Linked DNA regions of Triticum aestivum: all the other regions are linked to region 2. A link is a contact called in public Hi-C and HiCAR-type data. All regions are on one chromosome and are shown on one strand. Each heading gives the region's core, a stretch centred on a gene start, on an enhancer-like site or on the middle of the called end of the contact. The rest is flanking DNA. Distances are from core to core; before and after follow the strand shown. Region 1 holds the start of LOC123135915 (ATP-dependent zinc metalloprotease FTSH 8, mitochondrial). Region 2 holds the start of LOC123135924 (transcription factor MYB3R-2). Region 3 holds the start of LOC123135931.

What was found. Hi-C and Micro-C count contacts between places; a contact is called where the count stands out from the background. HiCAR-type assays count read pairs that join an accessible place to other places.
Region 1: a Hi-C map of leaf shows a contact between it and region 2, with 3 times the contacts expected there. The contact joins the promoter of LOC123135915 here to the promoter of LOC123135924 in region 2. A contact is called at or near these places in 2 of 5 Hi-C or Micro-C datasets (both in leaf).
Region 3: a HiCAR-type map of leaf shows a contact between it and region 2, with 3 times the contacts expected there. The contact joins the promoter of LOC123135931 here to the promoter of LOC123135924 in region 2. A contact is called at or near these places in 1 of 5 Hi-C or Micro-C datasets (leaf) and 1 of 1 datasets of contacts at active chromatin or transcription factors (leaf).

Annotation. Positions count from the first base shown.
Region 1 is chr1B:516,813,755-516,817,470 of IWGSC CS RefSeq v2.1, reverse strand. LOC123135915 (ATP-dependent zinc metalloprotease FTSH 8, mitochondrial) reads right to left here and starts at 1,337. Exons shown (of 8, transcript XM_044555164.1): 1 at 1,048-1,337; 2 at 738-939; 3 at 579-650; 4 at 19-152. The coding sequence starts at 1,110. LOC123135888 reads right to left here. Exons shown (of 4, transcript XM_044555152.1): 4 at 3,569-3,716.
Region 2 is chr1B:517,002,413-517,005,783 of IWGSC CS RefSeq v2.1, reverse strand. LOC123135924 (transcription factor MYB3R-2) reads left to right here and starts at 1,800. Exons shown (of 9, transcript XM_044555180.1): 1 at 1,800-1,991; 2 at 2,098-2,297. The coding sequence starts at 2,131.
Region 3 is chr1B:517,202,894-517,206,350 of IWGSC CS RefSeq v2.1, reverse strand. It overlaps LOC123135931, which reads right to left and starts at 1,479. Exons shown (of 4, transcript XM_044555200.1): 1 at 977-1,479.

The DNA of each region.
Region 1 (3,716 bases), core at 88-2,587, 190 kb after region 2:
GAAGGAGATGAAAACTACCTCCTTCTGGTCTGATGAGCTTGAAGACAAGGATGAGAACATCAGGCCCAAAAGCAATAGAGGTCCCAGGAAGTTCTGCAGCTGCTTGAAAGTACCATCCTGGAAATTCCATTGACCATCTGTATCGGATTCCTCTGCATATCAGAGAATTACAATTTAATCACACTTGAAATTGGCAGCACTTGGAACTGAGAAGTTAAACTACCATCAGACATGGTTGTGACCAATCCATTATCCAGTTATATCCTATTACCTCTGTCCGAAATTACTTGTCTTAGATTTTATAGATACGGATGTACCTAACAGTAAAATGTATCTAGATACATCCGTATCTAGACAAATTTAAGACAAGTAATTTGGGATGGAGGAAGTATTATCCCATTGTTACATCAAAAGCTGCCGGGCACTCATAGGGCAAGGAGATCATCGCGTACATAGTTAACCCATCTTGTTGGCCAAGCACATTCAGTAATAGTGTGTCGTAAGTGAATAATTCACTGGACTCGACACAAACTTCTCTACACGAACAAGATGCACAGATAAGAAAGGCGGCGACTTACGCTTGGAATCCTTGTTGCTCCCATCCCCTTTGGGCGCCTCCTTCTTCCCCTTGGGGTAGTAATTCTCGTAATCTGAAAGCGCAAAAGGATGCATATTTCAGCAGTGCCAGGAGACACCCGACCCGGACTGACCGAAAAATAAGGCACGACAACACTCACTCTTCTTAGAGCCGCTGCAGAAGAGCCTGCGGAACTGCGGGCTGGCGAGGAGGTACCTCCACTCCGAGGTCTTAACCGCGGCAGGGCTACCCAGCGACGCCGTCAGGTACCCGCGCACGAGCCCCAGCGACCCGGCGTCCCCGCCGTGGGCCGGCGGGAGCGGCGGCGATGGCGGCGCCCGGAGCCCGCCCAGGGAGAAACCCTAAGAGAACGAACAGCACAGAAAAAGAATTCATACACTTTTCATGGCCCACCCAGACGCGCGGGGGATTCGGAGAAAGAGACGGTGTGCAGGGGCGGGAGCGCTTGCCTGGCGCGGGCGGGAGGAGCGCGCGGACCGGGCGGCGGCGCGGGCGAGGGAGGCGAGGCTCATGGCTGCTAGGACCACGACGGCGCCGTGCGCATGGGGCGGGGGATCCGCGCGGGACGAGCTCGAGATGCGTTCCGCCGATATGTCCTCGTTCTCCTCTTCTTGTTCCGGTTGCGTGCGCCGTGTGGAGGCCTGGACTGGAGGTGGAGGTGGAGGAAGCGCCGCGGCGGCGAGGGTGGGGGGGAAGGGGGAGCCTGGTTTTTTTACCGGGGCGAGACGAGGGGGAGAAAGGAAACGAGATGCGGCTGCGGTTTCGCTCGACCGACGACGCGCTCACGGGATTGCCGGGGGGGTGGGTAGTGTGCTGCGTGGGCTCTTCCCGCTGGATAAGACCGAGTTTACCGGCTGGGTCCGGGCCCGGCCGTCACCGACCCGTTCGGAGAGGCTGGCGTGGAGTCTCTCATCGACCAGATTCAGGATGTGGACGAACTTGTTTCCGATGATCGCCAAAAAAGAAAGTTGTTTGTTTCCGGGTGATGAACTGCCTTCTTGTTCGATACTGCAGCCGAGATTAGATTTTTGTTTCTGTTTGTTACAGTATACTACGTATACAAGGGAGCTGACCGCGAGATAGGACTCCAAGTAGTAGTACAACATAAATATCAGCTGCTTGTGATTGTGACATAAGAGGCGATGCAAGCTAAAACGTGTCAGGCCAGGGTCCAACTGTTGATCTTTTTGAAGAGAAAAAAATGGGAACGGGATACCCTTTGCATAGGGCAATTCATTCATCTAGAAAACGAGATAGCAGCATCTGACAGAGACAGCAGGAGTAGTTAATCAGCGTTCGATGCTCTCGCCGCTTCAAGGATCCATCTTGTTCCCCAAGAAAGAAAGGCTGATGCTTAATTAGTGAGGCAGACTTGGCTTGCCGGGAATCAAACGATGCGGCGGGGAGCGAAAATAGCAAAGCAGTGACGTTGGTGTGGAGCGAAAATAGCCGTACGTGCGTGCGTGTGGGCAGCGGCACCATCCATCCATGCCTATGGCTTTCCTTTGCCTCCTTGGGAGGCACAAGCTGAGCTGCCGTATCTGCCTTTTGTGTGCGTGCCACCGCTTCTTTAGGGTTTGATTGACAAGGTGTATGAGGGTAAAAGCCCTCACTCTAATTCATTTTTGCTTGTTTGATAAGGTGCACGGGTTCATCTGGGTTATGCCCATCTGATGCAAAAAAGGGTCCTCATCATGCTCATAGAGAGGGTGCATGGAGGTAGCCATGCTCACCCCGACCCTCGTCCTCACCCACCAGGCCACGCCAAGACATTTTTAAATTTTCAAAAAATATATATAATTTTTTTAAAAAAATTCAAAAAAATATTCAGAATTTCAAAAAAGAAAAAAATCAAAATATTTCAGAATTTCAAAAAAAGGAAAATTCGAAAATGTTCAGAATTTCAAATTTATTTAAATTTTCAAAAAATATTCAGAACTTTAATTTTTGATTAAATTTTCAAGAATGTTCAGAATTTTAAAAATGTTCAAAATTTCCAAAAAATAGAATTTAAAATTTTGTTTAAATTTTTAATAGAAGTTCAGAATTTCAAAATATATTTACATTTTTGTTCGCATTTTTTCAATTTTGTACACCATTCAAAAAAATATTCAAAATGTGAATGTGTTCAGTATTTCCAAACACATGCAGGCTGCCAAATAAAGTCTCAGCGCATACACCGCTGCCCAACAACAGCAAATGCATGGACTCAACATGTATCAGAGGAGGACAACTAGGCTAGATCCATACATGCTACCAAACATACCCTTAGAGCATCAACAACCGGACTTGTAAATTCGACCTTCTCAAACGCTCGTGGACACGCATGCGGACACTGACCGGTCAAGCCTCAAATTACTCATCTTACGACCGGACACCTCAATTAGCATATCTCAAATCCATGCAAACCCATGCAACTATGTAAACGATGCTATATCGCTCGACTACTACAACATTGCCATCGGACTATCAAAATTTGGCATGTTTGGCTATGGTGGAGAAGATCATCCATGGCTGCTCTTGCTCTTCCTTGGTGCCCGTGGAAGTACCGGTCGAAGACATAGTAGGGATCGACCCGGATCTACTTGTCACCTGAGCTGTCCTCACCATCGATGTTGAGCGGCCATGAGGCCGTGAGCCGCCGATAGGATCTACTCCCTCTGTTCAGAATTACTTGTCGTAGAAATGGATGTATCTAGATGTATTTTAGTTCTAGATACATCCATTTTCAAGACAAGTAATTCCGAACGGAGGGAGTAGTATTTGCCATCGTTGGCACGCACCATACGAACGTCTACTCCTCCCATCCACAATACGCGTTAAATGAGCCAGCGTACATGCCTTAAAATACCGCATGCGTCGCATATCTCGCAATTACGTGACCAGGCGAGCTCGTCCACGCCTATGAATATTATACCTACCTGCTTATAGAGAATGCCACGGAATGTTCTATTACAACAGAAAACAAAGTTTGGACCCAAAGGATATATCTCAATTTTGTATGATGTAGTGCCAAATACAGTACAAGTGGATACACTTTCAGAAAAGACAACCCCAAACCACAAAATATTCCCTCTTACCCGGGTTTACAACATCCAAGCTTCTATCAAGTTTTACT
Region 2 (3,371 bases), core at 551-3,050:
GAACGAACAAACAATAGATATTTCCAACGGCTGAAAAAACATTATTTTCCCTTTCCCTATGTCCTATGAGGACTTTTATACTGCTAGCTTCCATGGAAGGCAGATTAAGAAACTAGCATAACAATCTGCCACAACTAGCACGCCACCGACCGAGACGTTGGCAGTGAAGCGGATCGGACGCAGCCGTTGACCGACCGATTTAGAACGCAAGGAGCCACGCGCCGCGGCCATCAGACGGCCAGAGACGACCCGCGGACGATCGGACGGCCGAGCGCGCCACACCGGAGGTTAGGCCGGCCGTTAGGGGTTCAAACCCGGTCGCGCCCGCAACGGTAACCACGGCCGCCAGCCGCGTTCGTTAAAGGGAAAGCAACGCCGACCGATACTCTCACCAACCACCCATTTGTCTGTCCGACCCACGGCCAGGGGATCGGGCCCCGGCCCAGCCGCCGTGAACCCCCCGCGTCGTTCTCGCCGTTTGTTCGCGTCGATCCGTTTTCCGGATCACACAGGCCCTTTGTCACCTCCCGCTTCGCCCCCTCGCGTCCCCCGGAATCGCGAACTGCTCCGAGTTTCCACCACTCTGCATTTGCGAACTGCTCCTTGGGCCGTCCTCTCGATAGAAACCGGGAAACTACAATGTGGGACGTCGGATCTGCAATGCTCCTTGGCTTATCCACCCACCATTCTTTGCTTTTTACAGAAAAAACAAGAGACACGTGGTGCTTACCCACGTATCTGGTCCGACGATTCGCATATGGATTGTTAGGTTTTCATCGAGTGATAGGGTTTCGTGTGATACTTTCTCTAACCACTGAACCCGCTCCCCACCCTGACACATACAAAAAAGATATTTGCAGATGTACCATTGCTGTTGGAAGGACACACGGGCTTGCCCATTCATTTTCGGTCTTCATCAGTTGGACGTGTGACCACAATATCTGTTTTTTTGTCGTTTTCTGAAACAAATTTTGTAATATATCTCATATCTACATCCAAAGGATATGCACGACCACATTTACTACGAGGGTCGTATGTGGAGCAATAACAATTAAGATTATGAAAGATAAGATTTTTATGGGGCAAGTATCGACAATAATCAATAGCTACGACCATCCAACCCCGTGAAGGCAGCTGAAAAGCCAGAAACTACGCGCAGACTATTCTTTCGCAGCGATCAGTTTTCAGACCGAGTTTGCCTTTTATGTCTTTTGTTCCGCTCCTTCATGTTTCTCGTAATTTCTAACTCGAGAGTCTCCCTGTAAACCCCGAGCAGCCGATCAATACGCGTAGGAGCTCTTGATATGCTGCTTGTACGGCTGCGCTCTAGACTTTAGGAAAACTAAAATCAATGGTGAAAAACACCAACAATATACTAATACTTGCATGCAACGAGAATCAACAATCAAATCAGCCTCGAGTACAAATGGATCACGCGACATAAATGAAATGGAGTTGCTAGCTAGTGTGTGCAAAGCAAGCTAACCAACAGCAAAAATGGCGCCCCTAGCAATTCGCCGAAACGTCAGGGGCTGATACGGGAAACCGCCGAACCCGGGAGGGAGCGATAAATTATTCCCGTCTCCTCCTCGTCGCCCCCTTTTCCTTCAACGCAACGGGCGAGGGGTTTTGAAAGACGCCTCCATCCTTCCTTCCTTCCTCCCCTCTCCCTTAGGGTGAACGACCCTTGCACGATGGTCCATCCAGCGGTTTGCAAACAACTTTTGCTTTGCATGGATGGCTTGAATGGGTTGTCGTTCATAAATCGTCTACGTACTGTCGTCTGTATAGCAGTGCTGCCAGCACACAACCGAACCCCGCGGCGCGCCCCGACGCGACAGATACCCGCCCAGCCGCAGCCAAAGCTCCATCCTTTTAACCCCACACCCTCCTCCCCTGCCGCCTAGGGTTTCGGTCCGCCCCCCGCGTCGCGCCGTCTCCGCCCGACTCGATCCTCCCGATCCCCCCACCGATCTGGGGGCGCCTACCTGGTTCGTGCGCGGCGGCGGCGGCGGCGCCCCTCGGTTTTTCCGTTTCTGTTGTCTCGACGCGTTTCCGTGGGGGTTTCTGATGCTGATCTCGCTGTGTTGGCTTCAGGCGGCGGCGTGGATGACGTGGCGGCGGCGGTAGATGGGTATGGCGGCGGTCAAGGTGGAGGAGCGGGACGGGTGCGCCGAGAGCAGGCAGCATCTGGCGCTGTCGAGTCCGTCGGCTTCCGAGGGAGGGAGCTATGGCGGCGGGCACGCGTGGGCGTCGCCGCTGGTGCCCAGCCCCGCCGATTCCGGCTCCACCCGCAGGTACCGCCCTCCGTCGACTGTCTCGGACTCTGTCGTTCGGTGTTGCTGGTTAGTGGTTGCTTACCTGACTAGGGTATGGGGGGGGGGGGAGGCCTGTTTGCCCAGGAGAGGTGGTTTTCTTATGGGGCGTTCGGTTAGCAGATGCAATCGGGGTTGGGTTGTGACTGAAATGGCGCAGCAGGTCGCTGCGTTCTCCATACAATTCCCATCTCTGGACGCCTTTTCTGATGGGAAACATGGCTGGTGTGCAGTGTGATGGCCGTATGGGGGAAAGGGGGGTTAACATCAACATGTGGAAATGAGTCTCAGATTTTTTATTTCGAGAAACTCATGGTGTTGAGATCATCTGTATTGGAACATGCTGTGTGTGGGGCTTAGTAATTGACTGTTAGGGAAAGGTGCAATTTCGTTGAGTGCCACTACATTTCATGAGGTTTAAGTGATTATCATCTCATCACTTGCTTGGTTTGGGTGTTATGAGGTACTGTACTGCTTTTCTGATTAGATAGTCTCATTGGTGGGAGTGTGCTGCTTGGCTTGTGCAGTTGCCAGTTAGTATGCTGGGCCATTGGATAATTTTGCTTAACTTCTATTGCCTTAGAAATCAGTATGTTGTCTTGGTTGAGGCACAGTGAAGGTTGCTTCTCAGTGATCCTTGGAATGAATGGAAGTGGTGATTTACATTGGTTTTAATGACATTATGTGCACATGTTTTGGTCTTTTTATGTTTCAGTTAACCCACTATGTGTTTTGCCAATTGATGTCAATTTTCGCAGATTTGGTATGTGTAAATGCATTTGTGGTGTGTTAGCTGAAATATAATGTCATAATAATATAATTAATGATATATTTTTGGGTTCCCTCAGCACTGGAACTGGAACATGCCAATTTCAGCTTTTCAAGATGAATACTTAGGATACAAAAGTTCATCCAAGAGAAATTCATTTTGAGTTAATTTATGATTATTTGAACATGTGCCAGCAATGAAGGTGTAATAGGCTGTTAGGGTCTTTACTGTATGCTGGCTGACACTTGTAGCATGCTTAGTTCATTAGTTGCTTGCCTAATTATAGA
Region 3 (3,457 bases), core at 230-2,729, 200 kb before region 2:
AAGTTGAAAACCCATGAAAACATGTAGAAAAAGATCAGAAAATTGAGATGCAAATCATCTCTCAAGAGAGATTATTATGCCCCTTGAAAATACTGGAAGTGCTAAAAGTGTTCAGATGCAATTCAGTGTTATTATGATAGAATGTCTGAGAGAACCTTGGTGGGAGCATATACATTTGTACACACAACCGAAGCAAAAATAAGTCCAAGAAGCAAGCGACTTAACATAAACATCATATTGCAAAATTGCAGTACAGTAAAATTTAACACACGCAGGCAGATACAGAAGATAAACATAGATGTCAGGCCCTTTCAGAGAGTGAACTACTGTTTTCAAGATCCTGATCCTGTATTGTATAATCTGATCTTGGGTGTTTCGTGTGAGGTGCTATAATTGATACTACTTGTGCAGCCAGTCTCCAAATTTCAATTACCAACCTTTTTGAAGGGAAAGATGTAGAGGAAGTCAAAAAACACATGCAAGACAAGGCAACAAACGAATAATAACTAAACTTTATACTAGGCTTATAGAGCTGTCACTTTCACCACGAAAGAACATACTTGGCTAAATTCAGGCGGACATGCGGCAGACTGCAAACATGTAAGCACAAATCAAGGCCTGTATTCATGCACTGCATTAGGCGTGATTAATTACGATAGCAACACTCCATCTACTCTAGGACACTTGAACCCAACGATGATTGCTCAGAATTGACCTCAAAATGCCGCAGGAAACCAAAGCATCGACGAGACGAGCGTGCAGCGCAAACGATAAGTGAACGTGTTAGTACGACCGCACCTAGCAAGCAGACGGAAAATTAACCATGGAAAGCAAGCAAGCAAGCAGGCAGGCAGGCCAAACCACACGCAATCTGCACTGTCGTATCAGATTAAGAAGGGTGCGAGGTAGCAGCTCCTCCAGGCTTGGTGTCAAAGGGAAGAAGGCACATCGATCGCGGGGGAATTCCATCGAGTACCTGGGCTGCGCCTCAGAGCGGGGAGGCCGGATCTTCCACCCGCGGACGCATGATATAGCTTGTCGTTCTTCGGGGCTAGTAGTGGTGCATCACAGGCCAAGATCGCTGCCGGAAGACGGGAGGAGAGGAGCTTTCGACTTTTGCGCGTGCCCGGCTCCGGCTGGCTGACGCAGCACACTCTGAGGCGAGGCGAGGCGAGGTGAGGTGAGGTGGTAGCCGCACGACCGAGCGACGGGCCAAATTAATCGAGGGGAAGGCGACAGGGCGGAGACCAGAGATTTCAACGAGAAAAAGCTCCCAGGGCAACGCCGTGTGCCGCGTCGGTGGCGGTGGGTGCGTGACGCGACGCGACGCCGTGGTCGGGGTCGGCGTCGGACGACGCGTGTGGTCTCTCCCTCGCGCGCCGGCGACACCGCACCGGGCGCGTCGTCGCGGCGCGATTCCCTCCGGCCATGGGCCCTTGTGGCAACGCGCGCTTGGGTCTCCCGCGGTTGGTGGCCCCCGGGCCCTGAAGGGCTGCTATTTTTAGAGAATCTGGCCCTGAAGGACCGAGCCACGAAGCAGCCACGGCCTTGCAGCTATTTTCTTCTTCTTTTGAGATAATCCTTGTAGTTATGGGGAGCAACTAGTTAACGAGCGGTTCGGGAGCGCTCCGCGCGTGACAAGTGTTGCGCGCGGAGCGCTCCCACCAGGGAAAACTAGATGGCGCGGTTGGTTTTCGATTTTTCCTTTCTGATTTGTGATTTTGTGCGTTTTGCACTTTGACCCTCAAACTATCACATTTTTCTGTTTTCCCTTTCCGCGCGAAAACATAAAAAAAAATACCAGTTCGCGCGCTTGGTTTCCTGTTTCCCTTTCTCGTTTCCCTTTCTATTCCCATTAAATTTTCGGGTAATGGAGATTTATGGGGAAGTTACGGGCGGGGACTACCAACACTATCAAATGTGACCTTTCAAGTAACGAAAAAGCAACTTTTTAATGTAAAACGGCAGTCTTCGGAATTGTTCAATCGTGTGACTTTTTTATAGGCACAGGTGAACACTAGGAGAGACACGGGTGTATAACTTTACCAAATTGAAGAAAAGCGCCTCCGGCGCGAGGGACCCTCCTGCTCGCCTTCGGCTCGTTTAATTTTCATAAACATCTTGAAGGGGGGGGGGGGGCGGTCATATGTCGAAGTGTGTGTTGGTCGTGCAGCGTGCTGGTTTGTGTGGCGCGTTGTCCCTCGCGGTGTGACACGGCGCCTCCGGCGCGAGGGAACGTCCTGCTCGCCTTCGGCTCGTTTAATTTTCATAAACATCTTGAAGGGGGGCATAGGTCGAAGTGTGTGTTGGTCGTGCAGCGTGCTGGTTCGTGAGGCGCGTTTTTCCTCGTGGTGTGACACGGTGCCTCCGGACGAGGGAACCTCCTGCTCGCCTTCGGCTCGTTTAATTTTCATAAACATCTTGAAGGGGGGTCATATGTCGAAGTGTGTGTTGGTCGTGCAGCGTGCTGGTTCGTGTGGCGCGTTGTCCCTTGCAGTGTGACACGGCGCCTCCGGCGCGAGGAACCCTCCTGCTCGCCTTCAGCTCGTTTAATTTTTATAAACATCTTGAAGGGGGGCATAGGTCAAAGTGTGTGTTGGTCATGCAACGTGCTGGTTCGTGCGGTGCGTTTTTCCTTGCGGTGTGACACGGCGCCTCCGGTGCGAGGGAACCTCCTGCTCGCCTTCGGCTCGTTTAATTTTCATAAACATCTTGAAGAGGGGCATATGTCGAAGTGTGTGTTGGTCGTGCAACGTGCTGGTTTGTGCGGCGCGTTGTCCCTCGCGGTGTGAGCGCGCGAGGGAACCTCCTAACAGGTCGTGCCAAAGGTAAACTGCTTTGTTTCGGAACACACAGGTTTGAAGAATGTGCAGTCACGTCTGCTTAAGAGCTATGCTTTGTTGACGATATATAGGTTTGTGTGTGCATGCACATGTGTGCATACTACGAAGGCATTGGTATGTTGCCTCCATAGGCACGGGTTTGAAGCATGTGAAGTCACGTGTGCGTAGGAGCTAGCCACGGTTGAGGCACTCTTCGTATGTGTGTGTATGGATATTGCCCGGAGGCATGGTGACCCAGGGTTTGGTGGCACGAGGCCATGTCGCCTCTGGGAGGCACGGGACGGTGCTTTCCAGAGTCACGCGTAAGGGTGTGTGTGTATGGATATTGCCCGGAGGCATGATGACCCAGGGTTTGGTGGCAGGAGGCCATGTCGCCTCTGGAGGCACGGGATGGTGCTTTCCAGAGTCACGCGTAAGGGTATGTGTGTGTATGGATATTGCCCGAAGGCATGGTGACCCAGGGTTTGGTGGCACGAGGCCATGTCGCCTCTGGAGGCACGGGACGGTGCTTTCTAGAGTCACGCGTAAGGGTATGTGTGTGTATGGATATTGCTCGGAGGCATGGTGACCCAGGGTTTGGTGGCACGAGGCCATGTCGCCTCTGGAGGCACGGG